2 separate regions of the Mus musculus genome follow, and region 2 is linked to region 1. Evidence: chromatin contacts called from public promoter capture Hi-C data. All regions are on one chromosome and are shown on one strand. The core of a region is the stretch at or near the end of the contact, and the rest is flanking DNA. Distances in the headings are between cores, read along the strand shown.

Region 1 (3,066 bases), core at 314-2,813:
CAACAAATGCAGCCAACTGAGATAAGCCTGGCTAATACATAGTCTCCCTTGCCCAGCAAGTTCCAAGGGCCTCCATACCTCTTTCCCCTGCAGCTTGAGCTAAGACCCCTAGTATACAGCACAGGGTTGGAAAGGCTTTGTATAGGCCCCAGGACAGGTGCAGGGGACCCTCATGGACGGACGGGTGTGGCCCCTTCGGGAGCTTGCAAGTTATAAGAAAGCACAGCCCAAGCCTCTCCTGGGTTAGCCAAAGCCTTCTGGGGAGTGGGTTGGGCATTCAAGGTATCGGGAGTCCCAGGTTCTGAAGGCATCTTGGAATCTTGTCCAGTCGACACCTTGCCCCACCCTGCTCCGCCTCTCTTCTTTCTGGTACGGCCGGTTGGTACCCGTTTGCTTTACATCAACCGCACCCCTCTCGCCTGACTCCAGCCAACTGTCTCACTCGCCCCTTGTGGGGCTCACCAGAACTCAAGCCCCTATTGCATCCCCATATTGCAATGCCCTCCACTGCCAACCGGGAGCAGTAGAGACCAAGAAGAGGCCAGAGCTCCCCGCCCGAGCCTTGGTGTGGGGGTATCTGGAGAATCGTGAGCATCGCAGAGGGGGTTGAAGGGCGAGCCAGGACGTCTGTGTTCCGGGAGCTCCGGAGATCCCCGTAGCAAAGGCAGGGGCGCTATTTTGGGGGCAACAGCTGCTGTAGTTCCGGCGTCTCCAGCCAAGAGATCAAAATTCCCCGGGTCGGAACTACCCCCTCCGGGTGTTCACCCATCACCCAGCCAGTTCTGGTCGCCTGGATCTGGGGATAGTGGCGTTGTTGGAGATTAACCAGGAAACCCGAGTGGGGCTAATTATAACTCGGGGCTTCCGCTGAGCCTCCTTTTAGAGGGAGGGTGGGAGGGTGAGAGGGAGGGAGGGAGGGAGGGAGGGAAAGAGAGAGACAGAGACACATAGAGAGAGACAGAGTCAGAGAGAGAGAGAGAGAGAGAGAGAGAGAGAGAGAGAGAGAGAGAGAGCGCAGGAGGGGTCCTGGAGCTGGCAAGGGGCTCAGCTGGGTAGGGACGTTGGGGTCGCGGCCCTCGGGATGGGGGGTGGTGCATTCGGGATGTCAGTAACCTGCGCAGTTTGGGCTCCGCCCCAAACAGGGGGCGTCTTCCAGTGTCCCCAGACTTTGAAGAGAGTGGGGAAGGGGCCTTCAGGGGGTCCCTGCAGGAAGGGAGCGCAGAGGCAGCGGCCGGCCCAGCGAGCATCATCAGTAAGTATGCAGCGGCTAGCGGGAGTTTCAGAGGAGTGCGAGGCAGTGGAGGGGCCCCTCTAGGCAGGCCCCACGGGGCAGGAGGTGCAGTAGGAGCTCTGTTGGGGGGCTTCGATCGTTCCAGGATCGCACGTTTCCCCCGGGATGCGGATTGGTCCCGACTCGGTGGAGGGTCCTGGGTGGGTTGGGAGACTCACCTGAGGCGGCCAAGCCGGGCCGGGTCGGGCCGCGCCGGGAGCTGGAGGCGGCCAATGTTCCCCGGCGCAGGCTGAGCCGACAGTGACAGCCGCCTCCGGCCCCCCGCACACACCCCTCCGGGCCGCACGGCGCCCCCGCCCGCCCACTGTCTCCGCCCCCGCCCCTCCCCGCTCCCCCGGGCTGCCACCTCCCCTCCTCCCTCCCTTCAAGCCCCGAGACCCCGGGGAGCGGGAGCCCAGACACACTCCAGTGGTAGATTCAGACAGACCGACAGACCCGCAGACCCGCAGCGGCGGGGCAGACACCCACGTGACAGACGGACCGCAGCCTGCGGAGACACCAGACACCGTTCACGCAGGCGACAGTCTCCTGCGGTGACAAGTCACAGACAGACCGGTCGCCTTTCACGGACGGAAGGACACACTGACAGCTCTAATCCAGAAAGATCAGAGGCCTAATATTTGGCATCTGTAACCAGGACAAAGCTTGGGGCAGGGTAATAAGAGAAGAGACACGAGAAAGCCTGACTGAGGACCCCCTTCAGCTGACACTGGTAGAAAAGATGACGTGGGACATCTCTGTGGAGACGAAAGAACACCTGTAGGAACAAATAACAGAAACACAGGCTCTCCCTTATAGGAAAAGACCCCTGTGGGCAAGAAGAGGTGACACGGGGACAGCTGAGAAGCCAGACCACATAGTGGCAAGCAGAAGGCTGTGGGGAGATGCTACAATGCACTCTGCTGCAGCTCTGGAAACTTCCGGAACCCCCGAGGGTGGGCTTGAGCTAATTCCCCTGACCGGTGACCTCCGGCTGTCATCACAAGGGTCCGGCTGGTCCATGACATCACCGGGCCAAGCTTTCATTGGTTGTTGTGGCTAGCAGGTGGGAGCGGCCTACACTTGGAGCCCCCAGCCTGTTTGGGAGTCCCTTAGACCACACGCCCAGCCTTCTAGGGAGTCTCCCACCTAGCTGCACCTTAGTGACTGTGGGAAGTGTGCAGTTTTGTGCCCACGCGAGATCACTACATGAAAGAGACAACTGGCTCACGGGGTGGGTGGGGGCATCTGGCTCTGGAGCCTGCGGGCCGCTGCTGCGTGGGCGACTGGCCTGCACGCGAGAGCGTGGGGACGTGCGTGCGCGCACGCGATATGGGGCGCTGCGTGGATCTATGGGGGGTAGGGGGACACGTGCACGCATGCTCGCTGTGGACGCCGGGAGCTTTCCCTCGAGCCCCAGACACTCATCACTCATCAGTCACTTCCTCCGAGCAAGGGGCAAAGGCGCGCTGTCTTGCAAAAGGCTGGTCCCCAGAAGATACCAGCGCAGAGTCCAACCTCTCCCAGATATGCGATTTTCATCTCTCCAAACTGCGACATCCCCCCCGCCCCCCCCCCCCGCCCTCCAACCCTCCTGTCCCTGGAGAACCTGGCCACTGCATGCCGGGAAACTCATCTGCAGTCCAGCTCACTCGCGACGGGTCCGTGCTGACTATCGCCAGGTGGCGCCAGAGGCTGTCATTCGGACCTTGAGGACTGGGGTGGGACCAACCCTTGATTGTCTCTTTCCTGGTGTCTCTGGAAAGAGGAACAGACAGGGTGTGTGTTACTGTTGC
Region 2 (3,066 bases), core at 301-2,800, 1.1 Mb before region 1:
CAGGATGTAACTGAACCTTTGTCGTACTCTTCGGCTCACACTTGTGTCCATTTATGCACACTCAATAACCACATCCTGGCTAGCAGGGTTTGATGACACTGATCAGAAGCTTAAGAATAGAGCAAGATTCATGAAGAAGCCTGGTGCCCAGGTTGAAGACATCAGTAGATAGATGTTCCAAAGGCCTGTAGTGGACCAAGGGTACCTGTCATTGAACTTCTAAGCATTTTTCCAGGGTACTGTGCTCCAGACAGTCGGTGGAAGTTGGGAAGAGTGTGGGGAAGTTTCACTCATGCCAGAGCATACAGTCCATTCTCCATGGAGATGAAGCTGCTGTGTGTAGAGGCCAAGTGGGGAGGCTGAGGAGACAGGCATGGGGTTGGTGTGGGTCACTAGTGGGGAGCAATGTGCCCTGAGGCATGTGTTGGTCAGAATGGACTACAGCCTCATACAGAGCTGCTAAACAGGGTGGCTGGAGGTTGGGGAAGGTATTGGGATGGTGGATCCACCCCAGTGGCCAGGGATGGTCTTGGTGGGCTGTAGGGCATGAAGGAGAGTCAGATAAGACCCCAAGTCCCTGTCCAGCTGTGGACCCCTGGTATCCTGCTCCAAACATCCTCCTTCAAGCCTTACCTGAGTCTCCACCTGTGCCTGGGTGCTAGTGAGAGATGGCTGAGATTTACTCAAACACCTGTAAGACAGAAGAGGCAGAGTTAGGGGCAGAAGGCACCTAACCAAGTGGTGTGTGGATATTACTGAACCCAATCTCACCAATGCCTCTGCTGCCACCGGAGACATAGTATAAAGATGAAACCAAACAGGAAAACTCCTGAGGTTCCCAAGATCCTCACCAGGTCTGCTTGAAGATTGAGGGCTGGAGTTGGGGCAGAGAGTCCTAGACACAGAGAAAAGTGTCAGATGGGCAGCCAGTGTTAAGATCCTCCCCGTCTCCCGCCTCTCCCCAGACATACCTGGATCTGATCTATGCAGGTCTCTACAGGCAACCCTGGAACCATGAGGAAAGGTAACAAACTCGCAGCAGAATGTGGTGTTGGCTAGAGAGCTTCTTGCTTTGGATTGTCCCATGGTCAGAGTGACAGAGACGCTGTTTGGGGTTTCCCAGTGGGCCTGCCTGGCAGGAGCCCACTGCTGGGTACCAAATTCTGGATGTAACACAGCTAGTTTGGTCCTTCCAGCGTCAACAAATCCTTCACAGCTCACTGTTACCAGGGAGATGAGGCTATATCCTAAGACCCCACAGTGAACTGAGAAAGACGAGAGGTTGGTGGCCTCCATCTGGACTTGCACCCACACCTCAGGGCTTGCTGAGGAATGAAAACAGGAAGGTCAGTGCCTGTGTGTCCATACTGTCCACCCCCATGGCCCTACACTGCTCTGGCCTCTCCACTCACCTTCAGAGACACAGAGGGTCAGCAATGTTGAGAATAGAACCAGGGTCTGCATCTGGCCCATATTTGTTGCATGGGCAGCCTGTGTGTTGCCTGTTCTCATGGCTGGAGGTTTTCACATTGTCAGCAGTTAGAGGCACTGTGGTAACTTCCCACAACCTAGCCTTATTTCCTTTTTGCAGGCCTCAGTGGTAGTGAACTCAGGGTAATGGGTTGTCCCTCTTAAAGTTACAGTACCAGGCTTTGCTTGCTACTTCCTAGATCTGCAGTAGTAGTGAGGAAAGCTGCAGAGGTCGCTGAGGTCAATCGTCTCTTTGCCTCAGAGAGAGGAGGGTCCATGGCTGCCCCTGAGGAACTTAGCCCTTATCCCATTCAGCCCTACACAGCTAAGGGGCAGGGAATGGAACAACTGGAGATTGCAAGATCCTAAAATCAGGAAAGCCATTGTGGAGGCAGTCAGGAGCCAACCTGAGTGACCCAGCACACCCCAAGGTGTGTTCTCAGTATTACATACTAGTAGTCCCTGGTTTGAATCTGCAATTCACCATCCCTTCCCAGCTCCTGTCCCATGTCCACCTGGAAACAGGCAATTCTGCCCAATGGCTACCCAGCAAAAGCTTGTCTCTGCCCCACCCGGTGTGAGGCAGGTGCCTGGCAGCGCAGCATCATCTAAAGAGGACTGCTCACAGCCCTACCCCCACTTCTCCCTTTCCCACTCTCTCAGTTCCCATGTGTTCCTGGCAGGCCTCTCTTGCTCTCTTTCTCTCTTCCTGTCTTTCTCTGTCCTATCCTTTCTCTGCCTCTACCTCTTTCCAGGTTCCCACTCCCATCTCCACAATAAATCTTTATACAGGCATGCTGCATGGTGTGATTCCTCAGAGGAACATCTCGGCACTGTCCTGCCAAGTATTACTCCTACCATGTTATACCACAATTTATATTTTATATTTCATAACACTAATAAGAGTGGTCTTCACTTGTCCCATTCAGAGCTCTGCTTGTTAGCACATTAACTTCAAACTGCTTAGCCCTGAAGCTGTTTGTTCATCTCCATCCTGCTGACTCCCATTCTGACCAACTGATTTCTCTCTGCCTCCCTTACCACCATCTACCTATTAATGTCATCTGCTGGGAAGAGCAAAATAACAAATTGGCTTGCTGATCACCCCACATCAACCTTGGCTTCACTGCAGCAGCCCAGGTGACCCTCAAAACACACGGATCATTCCTTTGCTTGCTCTTCCTTATTTCTCTAGGAACCAAAACATTGAAGTTTCTCTCAGACCTGCTTCTGTTCTTAACTCTCCCCACCCCCATGTGTCATATTGCTATGTGACATATTGCTTTATTGAATTGGGAAGTCCCAAGGGCAGGTTGGCCCTTGCCCATGAATTGTGTCATGGAGGCAGTCACTGTCCCCACCAAATTGTTTTTTCTTTCCACAAGCATTGCCACTGCTCTTTGTCCTACACAAAGTAATTTAGAGAATGCCACAAATTGACCAGGATGCTGCGGTATATGTGGTGACAGGTGACCGACCCTGTCCAGGGATCAGAACGCTGTGTACTGAGAACCAGAATCCCAGGTCTACACCAGAGCCCGGGCTCTCTCTATCTGAACACTATTTTGTCTCTTTATCCTTGCCGCTGCAGACATA

The links. Promoter capture Hi-C pulls out the DNA fragments that hold promoters and counts their contacts.
Region 2: a contact with region 1 is called in a promoter capture Hi-C map of liver, with 4 times the contacts expected there. The contact joins the promoter of Pvrig here to the promoter of Ache in region 1. A contact is called at or near these places in 2 of 39 promoter capture datasets (both in liver).

Annotation. Positions count from the first base shown.
Region 1 is chr5:137,286,751-137,289,816 of GRCm38.p6, reverse strand. It overlaps Ache (acetylcholinesterase), which reads right to left and starts at 1,563. Exons shown (of 5, transcript NM_009599.4): 1 at 1,450-1,563. Gm42456 (a long non-coding RNA gene) reads left to right here and starts at 1,173. Exons shown (of 4, transcript XR_003955815.1): 1 at 1,173-1,252.
Region 2 is chr5:138,340,415-138,343,480 of GRCm38.p6, reverse strand. It overlaps Pvrig (poliovirus receptor related immunoglobulin domain containing), which reads right to left and starts at 1,550. Exons shown (of 5, transcript NM_001378438.1): 1 at 1,413-1,550; 2 at 972-1,325; 3 at 772-895; 4 at 634-691. The coding sequence starts at 1,512.